Regions from separate parts of the Triticum aestivum genome. Here region 1 is linked to region 2. Evidence: chromatin contacts called from public HiCAR-type data. All regions are on one chromosome and are shown on one strand. The core of a region is the stretch at or near the end of the contact, and the rest is flanking DNA. Distances in the headings are between cores, read along the strand shown. Region 1 holds the start of LOC123144070 (tubby-like protein 4). Region 2 holds the start of LOC123144069 (heptahelical transmembrane protein ADIPOR2).

What was found. HiCAR-type assays count read pairs that join an accessible place to other places.
Region 1: a HiCAR-type map of leaf shows a contact between it and region 2, with 9 times the contacts expected there. The contact joins the promoter of LOC123144070 here to the promoter of LOC123144069 in region 2. A contact is called at or near these places in 1 of 5 Hi-C or Micro-C datasets (leaf) and 1 of 1 datasets of contacts at active chromatin or transcription factors (leaf).

Annotation. Positions count from the first base shown.
Region 1 is chr6D:129,208,313-129,215,163 of IWGSC CS RefSeq v2.1, reverse strand. It overlaps LOC123144070 (tubby-like protein 4), which reads right to left and starts at 2,690. Exons shown (of 8, transcript XM_044563089.1): 1 at 1,991-2,690; 2 at 1,674-1,850; 3 at 1,511-1,566; 4 at 1,334-1,436; 5 at 1,139-1,228; 6 at 908-1,003; 7 at 759-826; 8 at 422-664. The coding sequence starts at 2,488. The coding sequence ends at 589.
Region 2 is chr6D:128,808,605-128,815,711 of IWGSC CS RefSeq v2.1, reverse strand. LOC123144069 (heptahelical transmembrane protein ADIPOR2) reads left to right here and starts at 5,343. Exons shown (of 4, transcript XM_044563088.1): 1 at 5,343-5,894; 2 at 6,011-6,100; 3 at 6,948-6,993. The coding sequence starts at 5,608.

The DNA.
Region 1 (6,851 bases), core at 1,441-3,940, 400 kb before region 2:
GGTCCAAAACCATCCTGGTTGTAGACGACAGATGGTTCTCCTTGAATGCCCTGGCAACAGATTGCAGTGAAAGAACAGCCGAGGAACATACTCCTACTTGTCATTCTCGCTGCTTAGCTGAAATAGCAGCAAGCATCTCCTGCCATCAGTGAGATATGCTGTCGTCCGACCACTCCCCTCTAAATCTCTCCTGGCTGGCGCCTCTCTCGTCATCCTTGGCACTTTGGCAGTGACAGTAACTGTTTTCCTGGACCAGCACGTTGCCAGGCATGACCAGCTCGGGCAGCGCAAGGACGAGTTTTCGCAGTCCATCAGTTCATCAAAATCGGTTAGAACTTGCGTTTTATTTTGGAACGCAGGGAGTACCACATTGAGAATTCAATTTTGAGGCAAACAAGCATCGCCTACAGTGACAAGAGGGTAAGCAGACGAACAATTTGCTCTCTTATGATACTTCTACTAATTATTTAATCCCTTCTCGAGGCGAGAAGACTACATGTACATAAAAATCGAACAAAGGAAACCATCAGGGTGCAGCACAAAAACAACATCCGGGCTAAACGAAACTCTGTCGCATCTGCATCTCAGTCACAGCGTGCAGCAAAGCTTGGAGTCCATCGACGCCAAGCAAATGCAGAATGCTTGGTATCCAGTCAAGGGGTATCTGCAAATGAGATATTCCCATCAGAAAATGTTACTACTAGTTACATTCATCGACGAATGTCGATGATCAGCAAGGGAAATGATCGATGCCTTACCTGAAATCCATTATGTACTTGGACTTCCCGACCCTACCAAGCTGCAAGATCGTCTGCCTCCCATTTTCCTGTCGAGCACAAGTTGTCGATATCATGATATGTTGCTCAGTCTGATCTAACCCCATTGAAAGCTGGAGCAGAAATTTTACCTCCAAAGTCATCTGAAAGTTCTTCACTGATGTCTGCACCTTGTATCCCATCCTCCCAACCCTCTCTCTGAAATCTAGTTCGTAGCGCTTCGTCATCTGTTGCAAATGCAGAAAACAAACACACTGCGTTTTAGGTACTGATGAGCAAGAGGATACATCTCTCAGCTTAACTCCCAATTCCCGACACGTCGATCCGAAGGCTCAGTAAGTTTCTTGAGGGAAGCTGCTTACATTGTTGTAGAAAGGTGATCTTGAGCAGAGTTGTTCAGCTCTGTTCCTCTTCTCCTGCCAATCCTTTGGAAGCCCACTGACATGCTGAATCTGCAGCAACATTTCCACAACTAATGACCATATGCCTCACTCCTTGGTTTAAACGAATCCATTTAAGTTCACTAATGAATCTCCCAGTGTTGCAAATGGATTTACCTGAGCAGAACTGTTGGTCCTCAACTGCATGGACTGGTTCTTGGGGATCCATGCCCTCATGCTTCTGAAACTCCCCGTGAGCGTAGTAATAGTAGGGGCAAATCTGTAGGAACCAAAAATTGGTCAAGAAAAGCCATATCCATGGGCAGGTCACTGACGGAGATTGATGAATCTTACGCGATAACGCCGAGAAGCCGCTTGGATTGGCTCTTCAGCTCATCGACCCGGTTCCCCTGCATCGGCGACCATTAATACTCATCATTGGTTCATGTTCACCATGGTAATCAGTCTCGAATCCAGGAGAGCGACATGAAGAATCACGAAGGGGAACGTCATGTACCTGTCCCCAAATCTGGTACTTGGATCCAACAAGATTGGCACCCATAGTCCCGAGGAAGTTCTTGTCGGAGCTGCAGAAGACGCCGTCCTGGTTCTGCGCCACGATGAACTCCGACCTCCCTCTCCTCCTCCGGTGCCGGGCCACCGCCAGCTTCCGGTCCTGCCGCCCCTGCCCCTCCTGCAATCGCACAACAGAGAGACGGGCACGCACGAATCCTTATGACACCAATCTCAGCAGCTAATCACACCACTCTCCCCTGGATTTTGAAATCTTGAAGCCCTGAAAGCGGAGGAGGAAGGACGGGGGGATTAGCTCACGTTGGTGTAGAGCGAGTAGAGCGCCACGCCTCTGGCACCAGTGGCCTTCTCCCTGACGACGACGCAGGTGCACCTCCCGACGTCGAGCGGCAGCGGGCGGCACAGCAGCGCCCTGTTGGGCAGGGTGGCCCAGGACGCGGCCGGCGCCGCCTCGTTGTCGGAGAGGTCCCACGCCTCGTAGGACGACGACGCCGGCGCCGGCGGCGCCGGCGGCAGCAGCTCCCTCCCCCTCGGCCCGACGAACACGGGCAGCCCCGCCGCCTCCTCGCCCTCCATGCGGGCCTGCAGCGACGACGGCTTCAGCGGCGCCGCCTTCGCGGCAGCAGGCGCCGTCGCCCTCTTTTCCTCCTTGCCGGGGCCGAGATTGGCCGCGCCCAGGTTCTCCTTCTCGGCAGAGACCGCCGGCGCGCGTGGCCGCGTGGCGGCCGCAGGCGTGTTTGCGGCCGCGTTGCAGCTGAGGGGGGCCAGCGGCTCCCTCTTGGGCGGCGTGGCTGCCATTGGTGCGCGCGCGAGGGGAGGTGGAGGTGGACGGGGGTTTCGTAGTGCGCGGAGCTCGCGTGCGTGTTAGTGCGAGGCTTGGCTGGTGCTTAATCTATGGACCAAATGGCGCTGTGGGTGGTGGTTTGGAGGGAGGATTTAAATTTGAAACGCGTGATGAGTGGCGAGTGCTAACGGTCGCCGTCTCGGGAGCTGGACCCTTTCTCTGTGGTGGCGATGTGATTTGCTTTTGGACTTTGTTGGATTTTTGCTCTTGGACTTCCCCACCGTGACCGAGTTTGAATAACACTTGGCGTGACTTGAGCATGGACTATGGCGTTGCTGATGGTGGTTTGGAGGGAGATTTAAGTTTGGAGGGGGATTTAAATGAGCTGCTGCTGCTCTCTGCTTGCTTTTTGCTCGCGCTGCATGCAGTTTTTGCCAGGAGACAGGAAGTGTTCAGTGGAAATAAATGAAGCGTCGGGAGGGATACGAGGCGAGCAGGACAGATGAAGAGCAAGCGGGGCCGTAACGTTGACGCTTCATGGCTGACGACAGCTTTTACTCCCAAGTGCCAGCTTGCATATGTGTCAGTACTCTAAAGCTACAGTTTTTTTTAGATCCTAAGCTGCATTCTTTAAAAGGGGAAGTACGAGCAGGCCACCTTTGGAAGCAGCACCGTGCCCGCCTTGTTTGTTCAATCTTATGTAGTACTAGTACTAGCAACTTGTTTGAAACTTTTAAATTCAACAAAGGCCAAAGTTCAAACATACCTCCCTCCATCTCAAAATAAGTGTCTCAAGCTTAGTATAACTTTATAAAGTTAGTACAAACTTGAGAAACTTACTTTGAGACGAAGAGAGTAGATGTGTACTTTCGTTTGTTCGAACTTCAATATTACCATGCCCAACTCATGCGTGTTTGTGCCTCAGTGGTGGCCGGTGACAACCGGTGTCCTACGTTTACAGGAGGAGACATATACTTGGGACGAAGGCTGAGTTTGATTTCTTTACAAAAACATATCTAGGCCGATACGTAATGGTAAAGACAGATTGTCAAGTTGTGCGGCGACTCTGGGAGTCCGAGAAGGAGGAGACGATATCATGTGCTTAGGGAGATGAAGCTTTTGTTGGAATTTACTAGTAGGCCTTTGGCCCAAAGCCCAACTAAAATTCTGAAATTCTCTTGGCCCATTCATGCATAGCTAGTGAGTGGTGTGAGTGGGACTAAAGTTTAGTCCCACCCCAAAAGTTGACTGAGACTTGCATCTCTTTATAAGCTGAGCTCTTCTACCACTTGTATGAGCATGAGAAGAGGAGACCTACACGCGCGCTCCTCCTCCTCGCTGCGCTGCGCTGCGCGCCGCGTGTTGCGGAAGTGAGTCGAGCTGAGGACAAAGCTATGCACGTTGTCTATATTTTTGCTGCTCGGGAAAAATTAATAAGTCATTAATTAAATTAATGGGCGCGTTAATTACTCAGCTGTTTCCGATTCTTTTGGATCGTGGGGCAGACGTCTACCCTAGCCGCCGCCGCATCGTATGGTTTCGCACCACCGTTCCAGATCATTGCGTCGGCACACAAGTCTTCTCCATCCCTCCTTTCGGCGTGCACCGCGAGAAGGGACAGCAGGCCTCCGGAACCCCGCCTCTCATGATCCTGTACGGGAGAGGGGCGATCAGGTTTTTGTGGAGGCCACTCGCGCGACTACTGGTAGCGACGACTTCGCCAACGACAACTTCTTCCCTGACCTCGGCAACCTCCTCATTAACGACATGGGCGACAACATCAACGCTGCACCGTATGTGATCTTGTCCTCCTTGTTTGAGATCTTGCTAGAATTCTTAGTTCTAGTTTGTGCCCTAGATATGATCTGTTCATCTACTATGCTAGTCCGCATGATTAGTTTAGTCTTCGTTCTTGCTGTCATGATTTATTTAGTGCTTATTCGGATTAAAACTCGTAGTAATTTGCTAATATATTCAACAATCCAAAATCCTGATTATAGGCAATTTACTTCAAGTGGTTTTACTGCGCATCTGAAGCCGCCTATCTTTAAGGGCGTGCAATATAAGAGGTGGCGCACGAGAGCAGTTTACTGGTTCCAGACCATGTACTGCTATGACGCCACCAAGGGCAAGCCTGAGGGCAATCTTGATCCTGCACAGCAGGAAGCTTTTACGAAGATCGATACCCTCTTTAAAGGCGCCCTTCTGAGTGTTCTTGATGATTCCATTGTGGATTCATATATGTCATTTGACAACAGCAAGGACATGTTGGCTGCGCTCGAGGCCAAGTTTGGGGCCTCAGACGCTGGCAGCGAGTTGTACGTCATGGAGCAATTCTATGACTACAAGATGACTGATGAGCGCTCTGTTGTCCAACAAGCTCATGAGATACAGTCGCTCGCAAAGAAATTTGAGTACTTCAAGTGTGTGTTGCCGGACAAATTTATTGTTGGAGGCATCATTGCCAAGCTTCCACCTTCGTGGAACAATTTTACTACTTCCCTGAAACACAAGAGACAAGAGTTTTCCGTTTCGGATCTCATTGGTACTCTTGATGTTGAAGAGAAGGCGAGAGCAAAAGACACACGTGCTCGAGTTGCTGAGGGAGCTTCTAGTGCTCACATGGTGCATAAGAAGAACTTCCAGCCCAACAAGTTCAAAAACAACAAGAACAAAACTCAGGGCAAAGGCAAGTTTGATGCAAAGAACAATCCGTCACATTCTACCAACTTCAAGAAGAATTCTCATAAGAAGGGGAAGGGACTTTGCCATGTCTGCGGTGATCCTAATCACCGGGCTCCGAAATGTCCTAACCGCTTTGAGGAGCGTGAACATGAGAAGAGCGGCAAGTCGCTAATGTTGTCATCGGTGATACTGATATGAAGGAATCAGGGTACGATATTTTTCCTATCATCCTTTCAGTATTTCAATCTCTTGATTGGTTAATTGACACTGGTGCCAATGTACATGTTTCTGCTGACGCCTCCATGTTTTTTACTTACCAGGTCACTGGGACTTCTCTCGTGCTGATGGGGAACGGGTCACATGCCACTGTTCGAGGTGTCGGTACGGTCGATCTAAAGTTTACTCCGGGGAAGATCGTGCATCTAAAGAATGTTCATCATGTGCCGTCAATCAATAAGAATCTCGTTAGCGGTTCCCGTTTATGTCAAGATGGGTTTAAATTGGTTTTTGAGTCCAATAAAGTTGTAATTTCTAAGTGTGGACAATTTGTTGGAAAAGGCTACGAGTGTGGAGGCTTGTTCCGCCTGTCTTTGTCAGATATTTGCACTAAAGTTATTAATCATGTTTGCCACGATAATGAGTCTAATATTTGGCATTCACGACTTTGTCATATTAACTTTGGTTGCATGACGCGGCTAGCCAACATGAGTTTAATTTCTAAATTCACCACAGTCAAGGGCTCCAAGTGCCAAGTGTGTGTGCAAGCTAAGCAACCTTGCAAGTCCCATAAGACTGCAGAGGCAAGAAATTTGGCGCCACTAGAGCTTATACATTCTGATCTTTGTGAGATGAATGGTGTGTTGACAAAAGGTGGAAAGAAATACTTCATGACGTTGATTGATGACTCCACTAGATATTGTTATGTGGATCTTCTGAAATCAAAAGACGAGGCTTTAAATTTCTTCAAAAACTATAAAGCTGAAGCAGAGAACCAACTTGATCGAAAAATCAAACAGCTTAGGTATGATCGTGGTGGAGAGTATTTTTCCAATGAATTTGATTAGTTTTGTGCTGAACATGGTATAATCCATGAGAGGACGCCTCCCTACTCACCTCAGTAAAATGGGGGTAGCCGAAAGAAAGAACCGAACTCTAACTGATATGGTTAACACCATGTTAGACACATCGGATCTCTCCAAGGCATGATGGGGGGATGCGCTAATGACTGCATGTCATGTCCTAAACCGAGTTCCCACAAAACATAAGGCCGTAACTCCTTTTGAGGAATGGGAAAGGGAAAGGTTGAAACTCTCCTACCTACGTACTTGGGGTTGTTTGGCGAAAGTCCATATACCAATTCCCAAGAAGCGCAACCTTGGACCAAAAACCGTGGATTGTGTTCTTCTGGGCTATGCTTTTCATAGCATTGACTATAGATTTTTGATAATAAAATCTGAGGTATCCGACATGCATGTTGGTACAATTATGGAGTCGAATGATGCAACTTTCTTTGAGGACATATTTCCTATGAAGGATATGTCCAAGTTCATCAAATCAGGAGATACCTACTCCTTCTAGTCAGGAATTTGCTGTAATTCCTGAACCCACCATTGCGATGGAACATGTTGAGAATCCTGTTGAGGATGAAAATGAAAATCCTATAAGGAGTAAGCGACGGAGGACCACAAAGTC
Region 2 (7,107 bases), core at 4,094-6,593:
ATAAATTCCTTAACACTAGTCTCAAATTCAGAGGGCATCTTATTAAAGTTTCCATAAGAATTGTTGTAGGAATTACCATAATTATTAGAGGAATTACTAGGATAAGGCCTAGGATTAAAGTTTCCTCTATACGCGTTGTTACCAAAATTATTCCTACCAACAAAATTCACATCCATAGATTCATTATTATTCTCAATCAAAGTAGACAAAGGCATATCATTAGGATCAGAAGAAACACTCTTAGTAGCAAATAATTTCATAAGTTCATCCATCTTTCCACTCAAAACATTAATTTCTTCTATCGCATGCACTTTTTTATTAGTAGATCTTTCAGTGTGCCATTGAGAATAATTAACCATAATATTATCTAGGAGTTTAGTAGCTTCTCCTAAAGTGATTTCCATAAAAGTGCCTCCCGCGGCCGAATCTAAAAGATTTCTAGAAGCAAAATTCAATCCGGCATAAATTTTTTGTATAATCATCCACAAATTCAAACCATGAGTGGGGCAATTACGTATCATAAATTTCATCCTCTCCCACGCTTGTGCAACATGTTCATGATCAAGTTGCTTAAAATTCATAATATCGTTTCTAAGAGAGATAATCTTAGCGGGAGGAAAATACTTAGAGATAAAAGCATCCTTGCACTTGTTCCAAGAATCAATACTATTTTTAGGCAAAGACGAAAACCAAGCTTTAGCACGATCTCTAAGCGAAAAAGGAAATAGTTTCAATTTAACAATATCATTGTCAACATCTTTCTTCTTTTGCATATCACACAAATCAACGAAGCTATTTAGATGAGTAGCGACATCTTCACTAGGAAGGCCGGCGAATTGATCTTTCATAACAAGATTCAACAAGGCAGCATTGATTTCACAAGATTCAGTATTGGTACGAGGAGCAATCAAAGTGCTAAGGAAATCATTATTGTTGGTATTGGTAAAGTCACATAATTTGGTATTATCTTGAGCCATCGTGACAAGCAAGCAATCCAACACACGAGCAAATAAGAAGCAAGCGAAAAAGAGGTGAACGGAAAAAATAGGGTGAATAAAACGGCAAGGGTGAAGTGGGGGAGAGGAAAACGAGAGGCAAATGGCGAATAATGTAATGCGGGAGATAAGGGTTTGTGATGGGTACTTGGTATGTTGACTTTTGCGTAGACCTCCCCGGCAACGGCGCCAGAAATCCTTCTTGCTACCTCTTGAGCACTGCGTTGGTTTTCCCTTGAAGAGGAAAGGGTGATGCAGCAAAGTAGCGTAAGTATTTCCCTCGGTTTTTGATAACCAAGGTATCAATCCAGTAGGAGGCTACGCGCGAGTCCCTCGCACCTACACAAACAAATAAATCCTCGCAACCAACGCGATAAGGGGTTGTCAATCCCTAGACGGTCACTTACGAGAGTGAGATCTGATAGAAATGATAAGATAATATTTTTGGTATTTTTATGATAAAGATGCAAAGTAAAAAATAAAAACGGCGCCAGAAATAGCTTGTTGTCGGGAGATTAATATGATGGAAAATAGACCCGGGGGCCATAGGTTTCACTAGTGGCTTCTCTCAAGAGCATAAGTATTTTACGGTGGGTGAACAAATTACTGTTGAGCAATTGACAGAATTGAGCATAGTTATGAGAATATCTAGGTATGATCATGTATATAGGCATCACGTCCGAGACAAGTAGACCGACTCCTGCCTGCATCTACTACTATTACTCCACACATCGACCGCTATCCAGCATGCATCTAGAGTATTAAGTTCATAAGAACAGAGTAACGCCTTAAGCAAGATGACATGATGTAGAGGGATAAACTCATGCAATATGATATAAACCCCATCTTGTTATCCTCGATGGCAACAATACTATACGTGCCTTGCTGCCCCTACTGTCACTGGGAAAGGACACCGCAAGATTGAACCCAAAGCTAAGCACTTCTCCCATTGCAAGAAAGATCAATCTAGTAGGCCAAACCAAACTGATAATTCGAAGAGACTTGCAAAGATAACCAATCATACATAAAAGAATTCAGAAGATTCAAATATTGTTCATAGATAAACTTGATCATAAACCCACAATTCATCGGTCTCAACAAACACACCGCAAAAGAAGATTACATCGAATAGATCTCCACAAGAGAGGGGGAGAACATTGTATTGAGATCCAAAAAGAGAGAAGAAGCCATCTAGCTAATAACTATGGACCCGAAGGTCTGAGGTAAACTACTCACACTTCATCGGAGAGGCTATGGTGTTGATGTAGAAGCCCTCCGTGATCGATGCCCCCTCCGGCGGAGCTCCGGAACAGGCCCCAAGATGGGATCTCATGGGTACAGAAGGTTGCGGCGGTGGAATTAGGTTTTTGGCTCCGTATCTGATCGTTTGGGGGTACATAGGTATATATAGGAGGAAGGAGTACGTCGGTGGAGCAACGTGGGGCCCACGAGGGTGGAGGGCGAGCCCTGGGGGTAGGCGCGCCCCCTACCTCGTGGCTTCCTGGTAGCTTTCTTGACGTAGGGTCCAAGTCCTCTGGATCACGTTCGTTCCGAAAATCACGTTCCCGAAGGTTTCATTCCGTTTGGACTCCGTTTGATATTCTTTTTCTGCGAAACTCTGAAATAGGCAAAAAATAGCAATTCTGGGCTGGGCCTCCGGTTAATAGGTTAGTCCCAAAAATAATATAGAAGTGTATAATAGAGCCCAATAATGTCCAAAACAGAAGATAATATAGCATGGAGCAATCAAAAATTATAGATACGTTGGAGACGTATCAATCCCTATACACACACGAATGAATATTCGAGTTAACCTATAGTTGCCGTGTGCTATTCCTGTTGCTTCACGATATGTTACAAAACCCGAGGTGAGATTTAGTAGCATCCCCGTGAATCAACAACTTGTTCACTATGCTAGTTTCCTCGTTACCAGTTTTGTTCTCTTTTCTCGTTCCTGTGTTCCGGCATCCTTGTGATCAAATCACAATGTGTCTGGCCAGACGATAATGGATACCGTAACACCGAGAGGGCCCAAAGAATATCTCTCCATCATTGGAGGAGCAAATCCCAATCTTGAGCTATCTAGTTCCTTGTCATACTTTTCCATGAACCCGTAAGCCGCCGTAATAGCCACCCTTTTACGGATGACGTTTAACAAACCCCAAAGTTCATGAAGCAAGCATGAAGGAACTCGATACTCTCATGGTCTAAGGAATTATGCAAACATTAACTTTCTCTGTGTTATTTACCATTAACTCGTGATGAACATATCTCATAGAATAACATCAATCGGGTCGATTCAACATAAGTGTTCTTCTAACATTGTGTCCTCAAAGTTGCCGGCATAGTCATGCCCATGATCAGGAAAACAGAACCATCATGCAACACTTGAGCTAGTCTTAGAAGCCATGCTAGAAATACATTTTACCGTTTATTATTCCACACGTGCATATGAGTTTCCCTCCGAGCCTCGTGGTTATTGCAGACTTGAGAACCATAGCAGTTATAGCATGGAACATAAAACACAATTATGAATAGGGAGATAAATAATAGCATTTATGATTTCCTCTAGGGCATATCTCCTACAGACTCCCACTTGCACTAGATTCAATAATCTAGTAAATGCTAATGCACTTTACACCTATGGCATACCGGTGTAAAATATGCTTCGCTTGTGGTATAGTCTTTGTCCAACAGATCTGACAACTTCAGGGCCGTGTGTATCTTTGCATATCCTCGCGTTTTCACGCTTTCACAAAATTCATATTTTGTGTGGACTTGGCCTTGTATATATGTGAATCACTGATCGAACCTTGATTCCTCAAACTAAGCTATGGAGCAACTATCTACAATAGTGTTCCATTGAACAAAGCCATTTTGGAACCATACTAAGTTCATGAACGAACTGTATGATTCAACATCTTCTTTGTCGCTTCTAAAGCATCAGCATACTTAGTCTTTGTTATAGGATTCGCCACAGTAACCTGTTTGAAACAATTTCCAACTATTGTGCCACCATACATGTGTTACACAAAACCCTTAACTTAAATCAAAAATCGCATGGAGCATTGATGAAGACTGTATCGATGCAATTACTTACAATTCATAATCTCTGCTTGCGAGAAAGCATGTTGTCAGTGCTACTTTAGTACTCAATGACATTTTTCACTGTTGTCCATGATCAATACCTTGATCACTTTGGTATCTATACTCGCAACAACTTGGGAGTATTGGATATATCTGGTTGTTTTACATACCATGGAATACATGATTAATCCAAACACATGAGTGTGTGGAATCTCCATCATGTACTTTACTCATCAGTGTTTTGGAACACTGAGTCTTGCAAAAACTCTTTCCATGTGACTTCGGCAAGAATCACTCCTTGGCGTTCTTATGCTAAACTGTTTTAGCATCATGTCAATATGTATTCTTGGCTTAGCCTATTAAGCAATTCTATCTCCGTAGATAAATATGCCTAATATCAAGGCTACCTAGCCCAAGCACTTCATGGAAAAACTATTTTCAATGAAGTCCTAATTCGTGTCAAGAGGGGCCAATTCCATTCCCCCCCTAACTTTGTCCCGACCTCATCTTTACCCCTAAATAAAAACAGTGCTCAACTTTGCCCCTCTTCCATTAGGTGCGCTTATAGGAATGCCCTTCCGTACATTTTCCGTCCAGTCAAAGGCCTTTGACCGTTAGATTTTTCTATACGCGCACTTAACGGTCAAAGGCCTTTGACTGGACGGAAAATGTACGGAAGGGTATTTCTATAAGCGCACTTAACGGAAGAGGGGTAAAGTTGAGCACTGTTTTTATTTAGGGGTAAAGATGAGGTCGGGACAAATTTAGGGGGGGAAATGTAAATCTCCCAAATTTATATTATTTCAAATCAACAATGTGTCAAGCACACAAGGTTTTTAGAAATATTATTATGCTCTCACTTACTCTCTCGTAACAACAAGCATCTTCGCTTTCCATTGATGAAATCAAACTCTTTTGACCATTTCATCAAAACAAAGATTCCAACTCTTTAATTTTGTAAAATATGCAAATGAGTATGATTAAAAAAGTTGTATGAACTACACAAGCTAAAAAATATTAAAAACGGCCATTCCTTGGGATAAAAATGCCATCTCTTAATAATAAAATGCCATCTCTTAATATAAAAATGCCATTTCTTAATATAAAAACCGCCAGGGCCCACATGCCAGCGAGACACGCACAGGTGGCATATAAATATCCCTTTTCTTCTCCCCTTTAAATCTGACGGTCATTAGGCGAGTGGCTGCGCCCAAAAGCCCCCGGTAACCTCTGTTAGCTTGACAAGCGTGTGCGACGGAGGAAATCCATGTGGGTGGCTCGCCCGTGCCTACACCCACCAGCAACATCACCGCACCACACCACCCCCGCGCCGCGCGCTCCCCGCCAAGATTCGCCAGGCGGCCTCGTCTCCTCCCATCCCCCTATAGCCTCCCTATAGTCCGCCTATAACACCACCACCTCCCGGGCTCCCCCGCACGAACCGCGGACCAGACACAGACAACCCCGACGCAGCCGCGCGCGCACAGAGCCGGAGAGAGAGAGAGAGAGGCACCGGGCCCATCGCATGGGAGCGCGGTCGACGGCGACCGCGGGGGAGGCGGTGGCGAGGCGGGGCAGCAGGAAGAAGGTAGCCATGGCGCCGTCGGTGGGCGGCGTGGAGGCGGCGTCCGCGGCGGCGATGGCGGGCGGCCGGCGCAGCAGGGCCCCGCCGCGGCTGGTGGGCTACGAGGAGCTCCCCGAGTACCTCAAGGACAACGAGTACATCCGCGGCCACTACCGCGTGGAGTGGCCCATCCGCGACGCCCTCCTCAGCGCCTTCTCCTGGCACAACGAGACGCTCAACGTCTGGACGTGCGTGCGCGCCCCCCTCCAATCCATCCCCCCGATTCATCCACATGCTCCGCGCGAACTGATCAAATCGATCGGCCAATCCATTGATTTGACATGGCACCGTGTGATTTCCGCAGGCATTTGGGCGGGTTCCTGCTGTTCCTGGCGCTCGCCGTCGCCGGAGGCGGCCCGGAGGCCGCCCACGACGCCGCGCCGGGGATCATGAGGTACGTACTACCTACACTACAGAACACACGACTTGACTTTCCTTTTCTCTCTGTCCTCCGGAATAAGAAAATGATTGTTTACGTTTGTTCAAACTTCAATAATGATTTGATTGCCTCTGATTCCCACTCCCTTCTGCGTGATTAGCGGGCGCTCCCGGCTTTGAAACTTGAAACGGTCTTCCAACAAAATGCGAATTAACTCACCACCGCAGCTCGCACGTCACATGTGGGAAACCTCGAATTTGTTTCGCGGGCAGTTGGTAGTATGTTCGGAGAGCGCGCACGTCACACACAACCCCCGCTCACGCCCAACGTGTGCGCGCTCGTTCCATCAACCGAACGCACGCGCGTGCGCAATCACACGTTCGTTCACTACCGACTCTTTCTGCATTGCCAGCTACTGATATTAAGCTCCAAGTCTCCAACTGGCTGCGAGTACACTTTAATTCTAATGCAAGATTATGCTAGATGCTGCCCATGTGAGATGCGACAAGAACACACTGCCCTAAGCAGCAAGTGCATGCGTGAGAGCCACACCAAACGAACGAGGTTCGCGCACACGGACATGGCCCGCGGTAGCCTCCGTGCATTATCCGCCTCACACGTCTTATCGTCATGCCGGAGCACTTTGCAAATGCAATGCTGGCTTTGGTCGGTTGGCGCAAATTACAGATTTGTTAGGGGTTCCAAGTCTGAAACGATCCTTTCTCTTTGTCTTTGATAGTTTGATTGATTGATGTTCCTTTTCCAGCAAGGTGCCATGGCAACCTAGTACTGCACTACTGCTACTACTTTGTTTATGAAAGAGAAAGGCCTTTTAGTTACGTGCCGTTCATTTCTCTCGCAGGTTCGTGGTGGGATCAGCTAATTCGTCGTGGAAGAGCGATCAATCGGTAAGAAACGCATCTAAGAGATACGTAGTATCTTATCTTGTTTCCGGATAATTTTCCAGCGCTGCATATTTTTCTCTCATAACTATAGTCCCCAAGATTCTGGGACAGATGGTG